Regions from separate parts of the Mus musculus genome. Here region 1 is linked to region 2. Evidence: chromatin contacts called from public promoter capture Hi-C data. All regions are on one chromosome and are shown on one strand. The core of a region is the stretch at or near the end of the contact, and the rest is flanking DNA. Distances in the headings are between cores, read along the strand shown.

Evidence for each region. Promoter capture Hi-C pulls out the DNA fragments that hold promoters and counts their contacts.
Region 1: a contact with region 2 is called in a promoter capture Hi-C map of second pharyngeal arch cranial neural crest, with 7 times the contacts expected there. The contact joins the promoter of Ccdc90b here to the enhancer-like site in region 2. A contact is called at or near these places in 9 of 39 promoter capture datasets (the 3T3-L1 cell line, 3T3-L1-derived adipocytes, cranial neural crest and 4 more) and 1 of 115 datasets of contacts at active chromatin or transcription factors (astrocytes).

What each region holds. Positions count from the first base shown.
Region 1 is chr7:92,559,839-92,563,616 of GRCm38.p6, forward strand. Ccdc90b (coiled-coil domain containing 90B) reads left to right here and starts at 1,311. Exons shown (of 9, transcript NM_025515.3): 1 at 1,311-1,797. The coding sequence starts at 1,698.
Region 2 is chr7:91,456,194-91,460,385 of GRCm38.p6, forward strand. The region is part of intron 2 of Dlg2 (discs large MAGUK scaffold protein 2); the gene reads left to right. Among named protein-coding and RNA genes, the nearest start is that of Gm24552, 220 kb to the left of the region's middle. Within about 2 kb of position 1,253, at least 4 of the 459 cell types and tissues checked have an H3K27ac peak or open chromatin away from gene starts, as enhancers often do. A contact at or near this core is called in second pharyngeal arch cranial neural crest, where this site is marked.

The DNA of each region.
Region 1 (3,778 bases), core at 61-2,560, 1.1 Mb after region 2:
GCTGGACTAGAAGATTAATTGTTTAAAAACTTACATGATACTAAGATATTACTGTTTCCTTATTCTCTACCTTCTCCTGTTTTTCTATTACAAGTTCTTGTGAAAAAATATAAAAGCAAAATTCTGGGCCTTTAGGCCCAGGCTTGGGAATGTGACTCAATGCTCCAAGGTATGCTAGTCATAAAACAGACATTCCTCTACCCACCGCTTCCTGGGTTCAAAGAGTGTTCATTCAAAGAAAGTTACCCTGACCCCCCCCCCCTGACCATTGCTGGAACCCGCTATGCAAATGTGCCATTGTTAGGGGCTCTTAGAAACTGTCTTGAGAGATAACCCGAACAATTACCAGGTATTCCTTGTGACTCTTGTGACTTTGCACTTCCTTTTGACTCTTAACTGGTATCTTTGGTATTTTCCAACAATGCCTTCCCCACTTCCTTGAGTTGTGGTTTCTTCCTTTAAATACCCCCTTACCCAGCTACTTGGGGCGCCAGGGACCTCTACCCCTGCGTGGTGTATTACTGTGGTCCCGAGAGCACTCTTGAATTAAAAGTCCTCTTGCAGTTTGCAGCAAGACCGTTTCTCATGCGTGATTTGGGGTGTCGCCTCTCCTGAGTCAGAACGTGGGGGAGTCCTCATGTTGTGGGTCTTTCACTTGGAGAGCAGAAATCCTTATAATCCCCACATAGCCTGGGAAAAAAATCCTGTACAGTAAGAACTTAAATTGTTGTTGGAATTCTTTCTTTGTTCTTCGAATTATTAATCTTTAAACCTAGCTGGCATTCAGATATTTCTGAAAATGAAATTGGAAAATATTTTAAAGTCTAGAGTGCTTCGCTTGAATACCAGGGACCCACCTGGCAGCCCAGGAGAACTGTCTCTCCTGTCTCTGTCCCTAGTACCCACGACAGAATCATTTTAATTTCCTTCTATGTGTAATCTACTAAAGTGCTTGCTGGTGGGAACCAAGTTTTGTTTTTAATGAGCTTCAGTGCTTGAAATGGTGGCTGGTGGGTAGCTGATTCCCACAAAGTTGCAATCTGGGTAAGCGACAGACTAGTTAGTACATTGCTTTCAAGGTTTTACCAGGTGGGGCAATGACTTTGGTAACTGAAGTTGGAGAATGTTAAATCATGAACAATGCCGACCCAGGAAATGGAGAATTTTCGTTTCCCTGAAGAAAAGGCCTAAAACAGTTGGTCCTCCAGTGCACCAGAGGGCCAAGCAGAGAGACGCGAAACTGCAAGTGTGTGATACGCTTTGGACTTCCACGGGCACTGGTCGATGCTACAACGCGGTCTCATCCCCACAATCCTCAGCAGCAAGGACTGCGGGTCCCATGATGCTATGCTGCTACGCTGGATTCGGTCTGGGAAGCTTGCTGCGGGACTAACTCGCCGCCCGCAAATGGGCGCCAGAAGGTTCTCCAAGACCCCGCTTTCTTAGGGCGGTAAAGGCGGGAAGAGATGGGAAAAGGGCGATGTGCTAGGGGGATAAGCTCTGAGTCGTGTTAAGTGTGGCTCTGTGAAGAGGCCTAGCTTTGTAGAAGAAAAACCTCTCAAGTAGGTGCTTTGGTGACAGACCGGAAACTACATTTCCCAGCATCCTGATGGTGAGAGGACTTCATTGTCCGAAAGCCTCAGCGAAAATCAACGCGTATTCCGCTTCCCCTTGCTGACCTGCGGGGCTCCGAGACTATGAGGAGCCGCTGGATTTGGCGGTTCCTGCGCCCTGACGGCGGCGGAATCCGCTGGACTTCAACTCCTCATGGGCGTCTGTCACCCGCCCTGCGGAGAGGTGAGACGAAGACTCGCTCAGGGAGAAGGTTCGGGCGGGTGTGCCCGCTCAGGCGTCCGCGAGAGTGACACACCCCCTGCAGGGCCCCGCCCACCCGCGCAGAGCCACCCGCGAGCTCCGGGGATGGTGGGTCTTGGGCGTTCCAGACAGGGTCTGGCTGGAGGGCTTCCTTCCTCCTAGACCCAGCCCCTGCGGACCTGCGCCTCCTCTCGGCTTGAGTTGGTGGGGGCGCGGGGCGGGGTTCCGTCTCCATTTATGAACTCTTAGGTAGTTTGCGGGTGTTCTGATTTACAAATCACATAGTAGGGTTTTGTTTTGTTTTTTAAGTGTCCTGGAACCTATGCGTTTCCAAACACTTTGTTAGTCTGTATATCCTGGAGAATATCTTACTTTACTCTGAGAACTATTTCCAAGGCTTTTTTTTATACTTGTGCTTTTCAGTTTTTCCGCCGTAAAAGGCATCCCAACCTCCACATTTCGTTCTTCCTGGATCTGTGTATGATGATAAACTGAGTTATTCAGTACCCAAAAACACTTCTCCGCCCTCCACACTTGTGTGGTTTTGTTGTTTGCCACTGTTTTGTTTTCACCCTGTTATTTAATTGTATTTGTTCCGCTGACTTTCAATCAAGGCTGCCCTTGCAAGGCTACTGTTTAGCTGCTAGAATTAGTCACATCTTTGAATCCATATTTAGGTAGTTATTATAAATACACATTCTGGTGGACTTTTCAGAAAAGGGTGGCGAGGTGGGTCCACTGGTAGAAACTTGTGCTGCACACAAGCATAACAACACAAAGTTGAACCCCCAGCCACTTCCAGGTTCAATAAAAGCTGCCCTATCAAAGACTTAGGAAGGGCATGACAGAGCAGGATACAAAGACCTCCTCTGTTCTCTCCTTAGGTATGTGTGCCCTCACACACAAAGGGGTAGCATTGTTTTGAATCTGATGAAATAATTCAAATCTCAACTTATCTGTGTACTTTTACCAAAAATATAACACCCCAGAAAAATGTTAATATTTTGGTACAATTTTCAAGTTATTCCACTTGAAGTCTGGTTACTCTTGAGGAAATCTTGTCTCCCCTTAAAATTAGTGCATGGTTTGTGTCCCTGTTCAGTGTAACAAGTATTTACTGCTTACTATAGACAAATGTCAATAGTCTAGCAAATTTGAAAGTTGGTCCTTATCCCATGGAAATACCACAGTATAGTTATTTTCAAGTAGATGGTGAGATGCAGAGGAAGCCGTGATTTGTCTACGTTTTTGTCGATGGTGCTGCAGTCTTCATTTGTTACTATCCACACTTAGCAGTACATCAGAAACACTACAGATGATTGATTCTTCTAAGTACAGATTGCCAAGCCTTATGACCAGAAGTACTGAATCAGTCCTCAGGTGGAGAGGAAGCATTTTTGTTAGTTCATTTAATTTGCCAAGATTCTCTGAAGCAACATATACATTATGCCACTAGACTATAATGTAAGAATATGTTCTTTGGAGTTGTTAGTTTGAAATGAGTTTCACTGTGTAATCTTAGCTGTCCTTGAGCTGAAGAGCGGGCTGGCCTTGAACTCACAGAGATCCACCTGTCTCCACCTCCCGAGTGTTGGGATTAAAGGCATGTACCACCACCTACTCCCTGAGAATATATGCTTTAATTCTTTGAATTTTTATAGAAAAATAACAAGCTGGTACCAGGCGAGATAAGTCTGCAGGCAGAGGTATTATTGCCAAGCCTGATGAGCTGGGTTTGGTCCTGGGACTCATGTGATGGAAGAAGAGAGCCAAGTCCTGAAAGCTGACCTCTGACCTCCACACATACTTCTACATGCACACACCCACATACATACATCCACATACAAATATACAAATAAGAAAACTTACCAGTTATGTCTTTGAAGTGGTTCAGTTCTAAAAACGGCCAATAAATTAATAATTAGATTTAGTGAACTCTATTTTATATGCCTTTTTAAAAAGT
Region 2 (4,192 bases), core at 3-2,502:
TGCTTACCTGAATAGGGAAGAGAGGGGAAATGATGATAGCAAATATAGAGAGTTGGGTGAGTGCACAGCATGTGACAGAGTGAGGCAGAGGGGTGGCAAAAGCAAAGAATGACCTTTGGTGGAGACTGAACTTCATTTTGTAAGTAACAAGGGATGACTGCAAAATTTATAATGGAGAATGACATAGTCCTGCTTGCAAATTACACAATTATTCATGTGGTGTTGTAGAAAAACTGGAAAAGAGTGAGATCACAATCAAGGACATCTCATAGAAGGCAAGGTGATGAGCTCAGAGATAAAGTGGAGGCACCGAGCATGGAGACCATGAATTTGACAGTTTGTCTAGAAAATATATGATGTCTCATATACAGGACTCTGAGACATACTAAATCATGAAGGTAGAAGAAAGAAAGGTGGAGATTAAATAATGCTTTCCTTTTGACTAATTAGGTAAAGACGTATATGAAATAAATTAAAATCGTCCCCCTATGAAAGTCATTAATAGAGAATTTGTCTGGCATATGTGAAGCCTCAGATATCAAAGAGGAAGAAGATGAAAAGTCTAATAGAGAATTAACAATACAGACATCTTTTCTGTAGTGCAAGCTGGGAATATGAGTAGAGTTGCTCAAAAGGAAGAGAAATGCAGAGGACTGAGATACAGGATCCACTCTCAGCATCCAGGACTTTGTGGAGAAAGAAGGACCTACTGAGATCAGGAAGCAGCAAGTCCCATCACAGTGATTGGCTGGTAGTAATATCTCCAGTTTTTTACTGAGGCTAAGTAATTCTCCTCAAAAGGAGCCAGGTCCTGTGTACAAGAATATATCCTTCCACCAAAGATTGTGTTGGTCAAGCAGTATCTGCTTCATAAGTAACATGGTACCTAATCAATACTTTGACCATAGAAACAAACAAACAACAAAACAAACAAGCAAACAAAAACAAAAAACAAACTGAAAACAACCAAAAGTTGCACGTGACCCCAGAAGTCATGAGGTCTTCAATTTCAGCTGCTAAAAATTAGTGTTCATTTGTATTTCTAGATTTGGCATTTGTAGTAATGCCAGTGATTTGAAAAATGAAGCTGATTCTTGCCATTTTGCAGCATTAGCAATTACAGAAAACAAAACCCATTCACTTCTGTCTCTTGCCACTAGATGGCGGAAGCAGCTGAGCTGATGATTGTGCAAGCCTCTGTTCTTATGGGAAGAAGCTGACATCTATGAGGCTAAATTGAAAAGCATGTAGTTAAGAAAGACACCAGAAGGGGTTGGCAGAATTTTGCATACTTGTGATAATGCATTTTTTTTCTGTGCCCAGGCCTGGTAAGAAGAGCTGGCTGAGAGGTACATGGCCTGGAAAATATCTGTACTGAACCAGAGCACCAAAGCTCCTGGTTGGAATTCTGAGCAAATGAAACTTATCTTTACTTACGGGTTTTTTTGTTTTGTTTTGTTTTGTTTTGTTTTGTTTTGTTTTGTTTTGTTTTGTTTGTTTTGTTTTGTTTTTTTTTGTTTTGTTTTTTTTTGTTTTTTTGTTTTTTTGTTTTTTGTTTTCAAATTGGAAAGTGTCACAGCAATTTATCCTAAATATCTTAATTCTTTAGGCCAGATGTTGAAAGTAGGGGGAAAAAAATTAAGGCAAATAAGACCTACAGTTGCTTTTCACAATTCAAGAATTCTCTCTAGGGTTTAGAGAGATGGCTCATGCTTACAGCACTTGCCTGTAAACAGGAGAGCATGAATTCCATCAGCCATCAGCGTGAACCTTCCTAATTGACAGGGTCTAAAACAGTGTGAGACCCTGTCTAAGTAGAGCTTCATGGCAGTCCTGAAGTTGCCTGGCTTCCACATACATGTCAATAGAATGAAGCCCACAATGGGTTTTTTATGGCTTTTGAAAAATGGGTTAGAAGATAGTACTCAAACTTCCTATTTCTTTCATCTACATAAAAGTAATAACAATGGTTTTATAGATACACTAAATTGCTTTACTTATATGTATGTATATATCAAAGGCACACCAATTTTTAAAACAAAAATTTCTTATAATAATCTCTAATGAGTATTAATAGTGATCATTTATGCAAATATTCCTAAAGAGTTAACTCCGTTATTATTATAACTTCTCTAAAAACTAAACTCTCACTACTGCCAAGGCTTCTGTTATAATTAGAAAAAAAAATTACTAAAGCCCACAGAAGCTCTTTTGTCAATGTGAGATATCTCTTGTTGTTGCTAGTGGTGCTGGTGGCATTAATGCCTTTAAATTACCCACAATTCCTAATACATCTTCCTTTTAAACAATAAACTAGTTGTATGCTTTGAGTAAGAGTGCTGTCCACTATTTCTCCTTTCCAAAGGTCTATATAAATTATTTGAAACTAACACATTAAACAATTAATATACATCAAGATTAATTTGAGTTGAGGAAACTTTTTTTTTTCAGTTTTCTGCTAGCTAGTCCAAATAATGTACCACAGGTATAATTTAGAGAAGTAAAGGAGTTTAACATTTTCTGGGTTTCAAGAATGCCTCTGTTACTGACTAGTATGACCTATTATAAAACATACTAACATATTCCCTAAAGTATACAATAGGGCAAGACTCAATCTGTAATAAAGATTACTACATATCCAATACGAGAATTATTTCGAATAGTCCTTCACACCTAACAGGTGCCCAGTAATTTATAATTATTTTTCCATTAAATAAACACAAAAGACACATGTAAGAACAATCTAAATTTAACATTATAAATTCTGGACTAAAAATAGATGCTAGATCTTATCATTTCCCTATCTTTCTGGTCCTTGAGATAATGACATTATAGTATATTCTCATACTATAGAGATAAGCAAGTATGTACTAGCCAAGTAGTCATCTTTTCTTTGCAACTTTATGTCACTTTGGCTAGGTCAAAAAAAAAAAAGTACAGCCAGTGAATTGAGCAGTGAATTGAGGGCATACAACTGTTTTCTTTTCTTTTCTTTTTTTTTTTTTTTGAGTATTCCAAATAAGAATTTACTAAAACATAAAGAAACATACCCTTTGGAAGCTCTCAGAGATGTGAAGACACATATGCATATGTGTCATTTATGACCCTCCTTATGATTTAGGAAAATGAATACAAAGGTTAGGAAGCAATTCTGTGTTCAAAGTTATTACCTAAGACACGTTGGTCATAAATATAGCTAGTGTGGTGACTGAGTTTCAGATTGTTATATTATCAGCAAATGAGTGCCATACGATCTGAAGACAGAAGGAACAATGGAAATAATTAAAGTCAGGCTTTCCATAGGGCATCTGACCTATAAATACTTGCAAAATAAATCTAATGAGAAAATAAAGATTAGAGTAGAAAATGGAATATACCATAAAAGATGCTCATGTCAGTGTGTAGATATATAACAGACCATATTGCCAGATGCATTTCTTGCTGGGAGGAGAGTAAGGATGTCTGAAGCCTACTGAGTTGTCCCAACTTCCCCATGCTCTAAGTGATCAGGGCAGAGAACAGAAAGAAATTATTGTGCCCAAAAAATGAAGCTAAAGGATTCCCCAAATATACATTGGTTAAGACCAGCAGAACCTGAACATGATTCCATTATAAGGGGTTTCTTTTTCTGGTGTCTGCAGTGGCTGCATTATAGATGATTGCATTATGTAAAGCCATGGTTCTCAGACTCCATAGGAATTTGAATCTTCCAAATGGCCCAGCCTATTTCTTCTAACACGCAGCCATATATTTCTAGACCTTTGTCTGTGACTTGCACATTGACTTTGGAGAACTCTGGATCCTAAATTCCATTTGCTGAGTGATTGCCGTACATGGGCTTAGCGCTCTGTGTACACGATGAGAAATAAAATAAGTAAGAGCTCAAGGCCTGTTCTGTGAAGAACAACAGGCACAACAATGGGGTGTGTAAAAATCATATGAGCAAATAGTATTTCAGAGACAGGTTGCTTTCCTTGGTAGGAGTACTTGAAGAAAATCCACACAATATATATCCAAGAGAGAATTGGGGGAAATGGAGGTGAATATAATCAGGGCACATTATGTGAAATTCTCAAAGAATTAATAAAAAATATTTTTAAATAGAAAATTATTTGTGTGTGTGTGTGATATAAAAAATGCATGATAGTGAAAGTGGAAGTCACATGTTCCCTGTTTCAAAGGAGCTACATGT